2 separate regions of the Sus scrofa genome follow, and region 2 is linked to region 1. The links are chromatin contacts, called in public HiChIP or PLAC-seq maps. All regions are on one chromosome and are shown on one strand. The core of a region is the stretch at or near the end of the contact, and the rest is flanking DNA. Distances in the headings are between cores, read along the strand shown. Region 1 holds the start of TRIM4 (E3 ubiquitin-protein ligase TRIM4). Region 2 holds the start of ZKSCAN1 (zinc finger protein with KRAB and SCAN domains 1).

Region 1 (3,584 bases), core at 401-2,900:
TGTTCTTCTTTCTCAAGATTGGCCACTTGGCATCCCCTGAAATGCCATATGAATTCCAAATGAATAAAGCTGTCAATTCAGGAGCCACAACATTTTCAGTAGAGAAGGATGTTCATTTCAGGAGTATGGCAGCATTGAAAACAAAGACATTAGAAGATATACTTCAATACACAGGCAGACATATAGACATATAGACACTTGCAGTAAAACACTCATGGGAAACGTCAATAACCGATAAGAGTACCTCTTCCTGCTTGGTCTATATGAAGACTCAGATTTCTTCTCAGTATAGTATTCCAATTTACAAAGAAAACACAGCTATCGGATGCATAATTTAAACATTTAAACATAGCCATTCTGTGGAACCTTCATCAAACCCCCAAAACAGTGACCCCCAAGCGCTCCTTTTTCAAATCCCCTAATCAGCATATTATGGGAAAGGCAGTATCTGATTTGGGGACACAAGAAGAATTAAAAATTTCTTTCATAAGAAACAGAACAGAGTGCGAAGAATTTAAGAAAAAAAAAAAAAACACCTCAGAAACACAAGATAAAAATCCATTGGAGAGAAACAGATAACACTGTGAAACAGGCAAGCATATTGTTTGTTGAAAGGCTCAATGGATGACACATGGGATGGCAAGTGGTTCAAGTTGGGTACCAAAAGACAATGCATCTACGCATCTGAATCTTAAGCACTTCCACTTAAAACACCTGATTTCCTTCCCACCACTCTTAGAGTGTTGCTCTGACAACGTGGTCCTAGTCTTCTCAGGTAGGAGGATCAGGAACTGCTCCAGCACCACCAGCAGCAGCAGCTACAGGCTCTGCTTCCTCCCAGAATCTTAGACGACAGCCACTCCTGGCAGATCACCCAGAGTCCTTTAGACCTCCTGGGCGCTGAACCGCTTAAATACTGGTGGGAAGTCTCAAACCTGAGGAAGACCGTCTAACCCTAGATTCTTCCCCCTAACTTAACTATTAGAACGTCTATCTACACTGGGCGAGTGTGCCCCATGGTGAGAATGGGCTGCCTCTATCTCCTACGCTATGGAAGAAAGAGAGGGAAATCAGGGTGGCAAGGCGATCAGAAAGCTCCCTACTACGTCGTGGGGGCTAAACACTCCTTTTTCTGTTCGCTCGCCTCCGAAACTTAGCTGGCCTGTTCGCCCGGCTCCTCGAATCCCTGGAGAGTTGGTGGGCTTCGTGGGGGCATCAGGAAATCCTGCCTTTTTAGGAATTCAACTAGACCTCGGGGGTTCGAGGACGAGAACAGATTCCTTTCCTGGAGAATGAGGCTGAACGATAAAAGGGAGACTTCAGGAAGAGCCAGCCTAAGGGGATGCCCCCGATCCTCCTAATCCTTCAGGCCATAAGCTGCACCTCGCCTAGGAAGTCAGAACCTAAATCGTCCGGAGCGGCCGGCCAACACTGACCTCACCTCGCAAACCTGAAGGACTAGCGAAGTTCACCAGCGCCTCCCCACGTTGCCCCACCAGCTGCTGCTGCAGCTGCGCGGTCGCCTCACAGCCGCGCGCTCGGCAAACCTGAGGTCCTCGCCTCCTCTCTAGGCTTCCCGAGGGGGGGCTTCCGCATCTCTACTGTCCGCCCGGTGGGGGCGCGCCCTCCCGACATGCCCCGCGCGCCGTCGGGGTGCGGAAACCTGCCGTGCGCGCGCTCGGCCCCCCTCAGACGCGCCGGGAAGGACCTCCTCCCCGTCCCCGGGCCCCGCCTGGATCCCGGTCCCAGGAAGAGATGGCACTTCGCCCTTCGGCGGGAGGCGGCGGCCGCAGGTCGGAAGGCCATCGGCTTCGGGGGCCCGCCTGCAGCCTGCCGGCCTTTCCTCCGACCCCGCCCCCGGATCGGGGTCAGAGGAGCAGCATGGAGGCCGAGGACCTCCAGGAGGAGCTGAGCTGCTCCATCTGCCTGGACTATTTCGAGGACCCGGTGTCCATCGAGTGCGGCCACAACTTCTGCCGCGACTGCCTGCGCCGCGGTTTGGCGCAGGGCTGCAACCAGTTTCCCTGCCCCGAGTGCCGGCGGCCGTCGACGCCCTCTGCGCTGCGGCCCAACTGGGCCCTGGCCCGGCTGGCGCAGAAGGCGCGGCGCCGGCGCGAGGGCCCCGCGTCCCGCGGGCTGTGCGACCGTCACGGGGAGCCGCTGCGGCTCTTCTGCGAGGACGATCAGCGACTCATGTGCATGGTGTGCAGGGAGTCCCAGGAGCACCAGGCCCACACCATGGCCCCCATGGACGAGGCCTTCCAGAGCTACCGGGTGAGCCGGCCGTTGCAGGGTTGCCGGAATTGCGTGGGCACTTGTACTGTTTACACTAGGTGGCCGCTTTTGCCGCTGGAAGCATGAAACGCCCCCGTGGCCCCCTCCCAGGCTCAAAAAAGTTAAGCTACTCACCGATCTCCGGGCTGGAGTTAAAACAGGGATTGGGAGGGGGGTGTAGTCCTCCTTGCAGAATTTTCAAGGGACTGGCCTCCTGGAGTTTAAGACAAACATTGTAGAAGGTTATATACCAGTGGTGTCCAATAGAAACAAAAAACACGAGCCACGCATGCTACTAAAGTGTTTTTCAGTAGTAAAAAGAGGCAGGTGATGTTAATTTCAATATTTTTTTCAACTACATCAGTAACATTTTATTAAGAGAATTTTTAAGATAAGCAGACGAAAAACCACGGGAAGAGCAATAAATAATATGTTTTATTTAACCCTCTTTTCCAAAATATTATCACTCGGTATTAACTGATAGGAAAAATTATCAGTGAGATCGTTTACTTTTTTTTTCATGATAGGTTTTTGAAATAAATCTGTGTTTGCTTCACGTTGACCGCACACATCAATTGGGACTAGCGGTATTTCAGATGCTCCCGTGGCTGAGGTTGCTCTATTGGACGATATGGTTTATACCTGCAAATATCATAGACCACGGAGGATTTGAGAAAAGCCTGGCTGAGGGGATGGGTCAGGATTTTGTGAACTAACTTCTTTCATCAGTTGGGAAAATGAGTGTTAGAATTTGGAGATGATCTGGTCTTCCCATCTTAGGGGTTAAGAAGCTTCGGTTAAATAAATCAGTGTGTCATACGCTACTCCAGCCACGTTGGCCTTCTTGCTTTTGTTTCAAGCCTGTTCTCTCTCTCTACCCGTACTTCCCATCCTTTAGATCCTTTTAGAGTTTAGCTTGAAGACCTTCCTTGCGCATCCTTTCCAGAGTAGCCCCACCCCCTTCCGTTACTGACGGTGTCACTCCAGTGGTCTCCATCTGAATTGGTATCTAGTAAGTACTTGCTGAATACACGAATTTCATGACAAGTTAAAGTGGATTGTAAACTGTCAAACGCTGTACAGTTTTTTATCAACTGACTGCAAACAGGAAACAGGTGCGGTTAGACTAGAAGGGGTACATTCGTTTCTTTAGTCAGTCATCTTTACTGATGCTTACTGTATGCGAGTTGGTACCAGCCCACAGAAGGTTTGAGGTTAGTGCGATCAGACAGGGGTGAGGCGAGGCTTCCCAGAGAAGTGAAACATGAGTTCATCCTTGAAGGATGTGAACAGCAAGGTAGGGGAGAGGA
Region 2 (3,686 bases), core at 919-3,418, 83 kb before region 1:
TCTGTCAAATGACGCTTGGAGGGAAGGAGGTCAGGCACAGGGGAGCAGGAAACTACCTCTGGGGTCCCTTTGAGCTGAGAACCATTCAGACACACTCTCCCAGTGAGATAAGATCACCTCCAGTAACTTATTGTTACTAAAGATAAATACCAAAGATTTTCTTACAAAAAAGGCCTGGAGCTACGAGCTCAGTTTATTCCAAAGGCTATCTTCTAAATAGGCCAGTATCTTTTCCAAGCCAGAGTCTTGAAAGTTTAAACAAACTGCCCTCCTCCCATTTTTCAACAGAGTTCTAAAAGGTTTTAAAACATGAAGAAGCTACCTTTTTTTTTTTTTTTTCTTTAAGGGCCACACCTGCGGGCATATGGAAGTTCCCGGGCTAGGGGTCCAATCCGAGGTGTAGGTGCCAGCCTATGCCTCAGCCAAGGCAACACCGGATCCAAGCTGCATCTGTGACCTACGCCACAGCTTGCCCCAGTGCCGGATCCTTAACCCCCAGAGGGAGGCCAGGGATTGAACCTGCATCCTCACAGAGACAACGTGGTGTCCTAAACCTGCTGAGCCACAACTGGAACTCCGAAAGCTACCTTTAAAAGACATGTAGCTACCCAAAGATGATGACACTCTCTCAGAATGAAAAGGTACGACTTCACATAACGTTCACCTGTATTTAGATACGATATAAAGTTAGAAAACCGTCAGTGCTTAGATCAGGCAGAGAATCAGCAAAAGACTATGGCATGAAGTAGTTAGCTTCTCTGTATTTTAATTTTGGTGAAAACTGCCCAAATAATGAACAAGAACCTTGCATAGTAACCAGAAGACAATACAAACTTGGAGAAACATTCTGGGGCAAATTATCATTTCGGTTCCCTAAATAATAAAGCTATTTCTCCACATTTGGCCACCCAATACAGTAACAGGGCTTTGTTGACTGGTTAAAATGAATCCTCCACAATTCAGTTCAACAAGTATTTATTGACCACCTCCAATCCGCCTAGCACTGGCCTGTACAATAAATGCTTTCTTTGGTCCCAGGCCATGTAACAGCCACTCTCTATAATGAAAGTACCGTATTGTGTACTGGAGGGAGGGGAGGGGGGCAGTGTCAGGCTGAAATGTAGCTGAATCTTTCAACTACTCGGACCAAAATCAAAGAACTTCAAAGCTGGAAAGGCCTTTTGAGAAAACCTAGTGGATTTTATCAATGACAAAACAGGTGGGGGACGTGTCTGGTCTTATCCAAGGTCATTCAGTTAAACAGTCTCCTAATGGCCCAGCGCAATTTCCACAAATTCTCATTCCAAGTCAAGCAGAGTGACTACGACCCAGAAATGAAAAATCCACCTAATCTTTCAGCCTTCGAAATATTTCCACAAAGCTGAGAGTGGGATGGCCATAATCCCTACCAGATCCGAATCACATCTTCATCCCCTCTGACTAGGCTTCAAAGACTCTTTAATCACCGCTCGGGGGTGGGGGTGGGGTGCAGAGATGCAGGTGATCTGGAAACACATATGCGGCACCTCGAAACGTGTCCATTTCTCGGACTTCCGCATTTTTCACCTCGAGATCCTGCAAGGACCCCGAAAAAAAAAAAAAAAAGTCTCTCACTGGAATCAAAGCAAATGGCGACGAAAGCAGAGCAGGGAAAAATCAGACAGGGGTCGGTTCGCTCGCGACCTGGTTCTCAGAAACGTCAAACGACGATGACGACACTGCAGGCGGGCGGCCCAGAAGGGGCCCGCAGACAGCAGCTCCCCAGGTCTCCCAGGAACCCCGGCCAAGGACCGTCGCCCCCTTCCCGCCTGGATCCGGGGTAGGGCGAGGACGTCTCCCCCGGGGGACGGCGCTGCCTACGGCTGGGCCTGGAAAGGGGACGGGGGCACGGACCCGCTTCACGCTGCGCCCTGGCAGCCCGGAGGGGACCCGGGGGCCGCAGCTGCGGAGCCCACCCCCATGCACACCCCTGCGGCCCCGCCCGCCCCCCAGAGGCCGGCCCCAAGTCTCACCGTGAGCCCCGGGAGCGGCCTGGGGGCGCTGGGCGAGCAAGGGGAGCTGACTCTGGGGCTCAGGCCGGCCGAAGGGCGCCGCACACGGACCTAGGCCCTCCTGACGCCTCGACACAGACACAATGAGTCACAAAGGCCGGAAGTGTGTCAGCACCTCGCCTTCCGGGACTGCGCCGCGCTTCCGGGTCCTCTCTAGGAGCGCGGGAGGATTTGGCATCTCGGTGCCCGAAAGCTGGACCCGGCCCCTGCCCTGCAGCGGTCCAGCCTCCCGCCTGGGGGTTCTCGCCCTCAGCCTGCGCGCCCCGAATTAAGGCTGGGACCAAGGGGAAGGGGATTCAGGCTTTACGGGATACTGTTCAGCTCTGACACCCGTCCATCTGATAATTCGATTTCTCCTCTTCCACCTCAGGCAGCGCTTGTAGTAATTATAGTTATTATCAAACAATAATAATACTTAGTAATTGTATGTCTGAGGCGGAGGAGCTGAAAGAAGGGTGTAGACAGAGAAAGATCAAAGCGAAGCCAGGGATGGCTGGTTTCACAAAACTACCGTGGTAGACTCTCTCACGCCCTGGAGATAATCTGCCAGTTGAGTGGGTGGTATTTTCAAAACACTTGGCCTGTAGACAAAGGACGTCTTTCTGCAACCAAGCTAGTTATAAGATTCTGTGTTCTGTTCATGTGGCATATGCTCTTATAGCAGTTTAGAAGTAGATTTCAGAATAATAACTGACATTTTTTGCCTTCAAGGTGCTCTCACAAGCTGCAATTAGGGCCTTCACCTTCACCTGGCAAGATAAGGCAGAAATAATATTCCACTTGCTGTGCAAGAGTGACCACCGTCTTTAATGATTGTGACTTTGCTCACATTCCAAGGCAAGTTCAGGGGAGAGGCTGAACTTAGTATCTGGGTTACATGATTCCTATTGCTTGGAGATTACTTTTTAAAAAATAAATTGGTGCCACCACTATGGAAAGCAGGATGGCGACTCTTCAAAAAACTAAAAATAGAATTACCGTAAGATCCAGCAATCCCACTTCTGGGCATCTATCCGGAGAAAACCTTGACTTGAAAAGGTACAATGAACACCAGTGTTCATTGCAGCACCACATACAATAGCCAAGATGTGGAAGCAACCTGAATGTCCATCAACAGAGGAGTGGATGAAGAAGATGTGGTACATGTATACAATGGAATATTAGCCATAAAAAAGAATGAAATAATGCCATTTGCAGCAACATGAATGGACCTAGAAATGATCATGCTAAGTTAGACAATGAGAGACAAACATCATATGCCATCACTTATATGTGGCATCTTAAAAAAGGATACAAATGAACTTATTTGCAGAACAGAAACAGACTCACAGACTTTGAAAAACTTACGGTTACCAAAGGGGACAGACTGGGGAGAAGGGATGGACTGGGGTTTGGGATGGAACTATTCTAAAATTAGGTTGTGGTGATGGCTGTACAATTATAATAAAAATGCACTGAATTAAAAAAATTAAAACATACTTGGAGGAGTTCCCTTGTGGCACAAAGGGTTAAGGATCTGGCGTTGTCACTGCAGCAGGTTCAATCCCTTGCCCCGGGGAACTTCCACGTGCCAAAGCTGTGGCCAAAAAAACAAACTTGGAAAGTAAAAGGCAATTACAATATCACTAAATGAAA

What was found. HiChIP or PLAC-seq counts read pairs in DNA pulled down with a chosen protein or histone mark.
Region 2: an H3K27ac HiChIP or PLAC-seq map of alveolar macrophages shows a contact between it and region 1. The contact joins the promoter of ZKSCAN1 here to the promoter of TRIM4 in region 1. A contact is called at or near these places in 3 of 47 Hi-C or Micro-C datasets (embryonic fibroblasts, heart right ventricle and skeletal muscle) and 2 of 2 datasets of contacts at active chromatin or transcription factors (alveolar macrophages and skeletal muscle).

Annotation. Positions count from the first base shown.
Region 1 is chr3:7,835,653-7,839,236 of Sscrofa11.1, reverse strand. It overlaps TRIM4 (E3 ubiquitin-protein ligase TRIM4), which reads left to right and starts at 1,650. Exons shown (of 6, transcript XM_003124333.5): 1 at 1,650-2,274. The coding sequence starts at 1,756. It overlaps LOC110259868 (a long non-coding RNA gene), which reads right to left and starts at 1,583. Exons shown (of 2, transcript XR_002342269.1): 1 at 1,442-1,583; 2 at 1-69.
Region 2 is chr3:7,919,123-7,922,808 of Sscrofa11.1, reverse strand. ZKSCAN1 (zinc finger protein with KRAB and SCAN domains 1) reads right to left here and starts at 2,168. Exons shown (of 7, transcript XM_021086191.1): 1 at 2,013-2,168.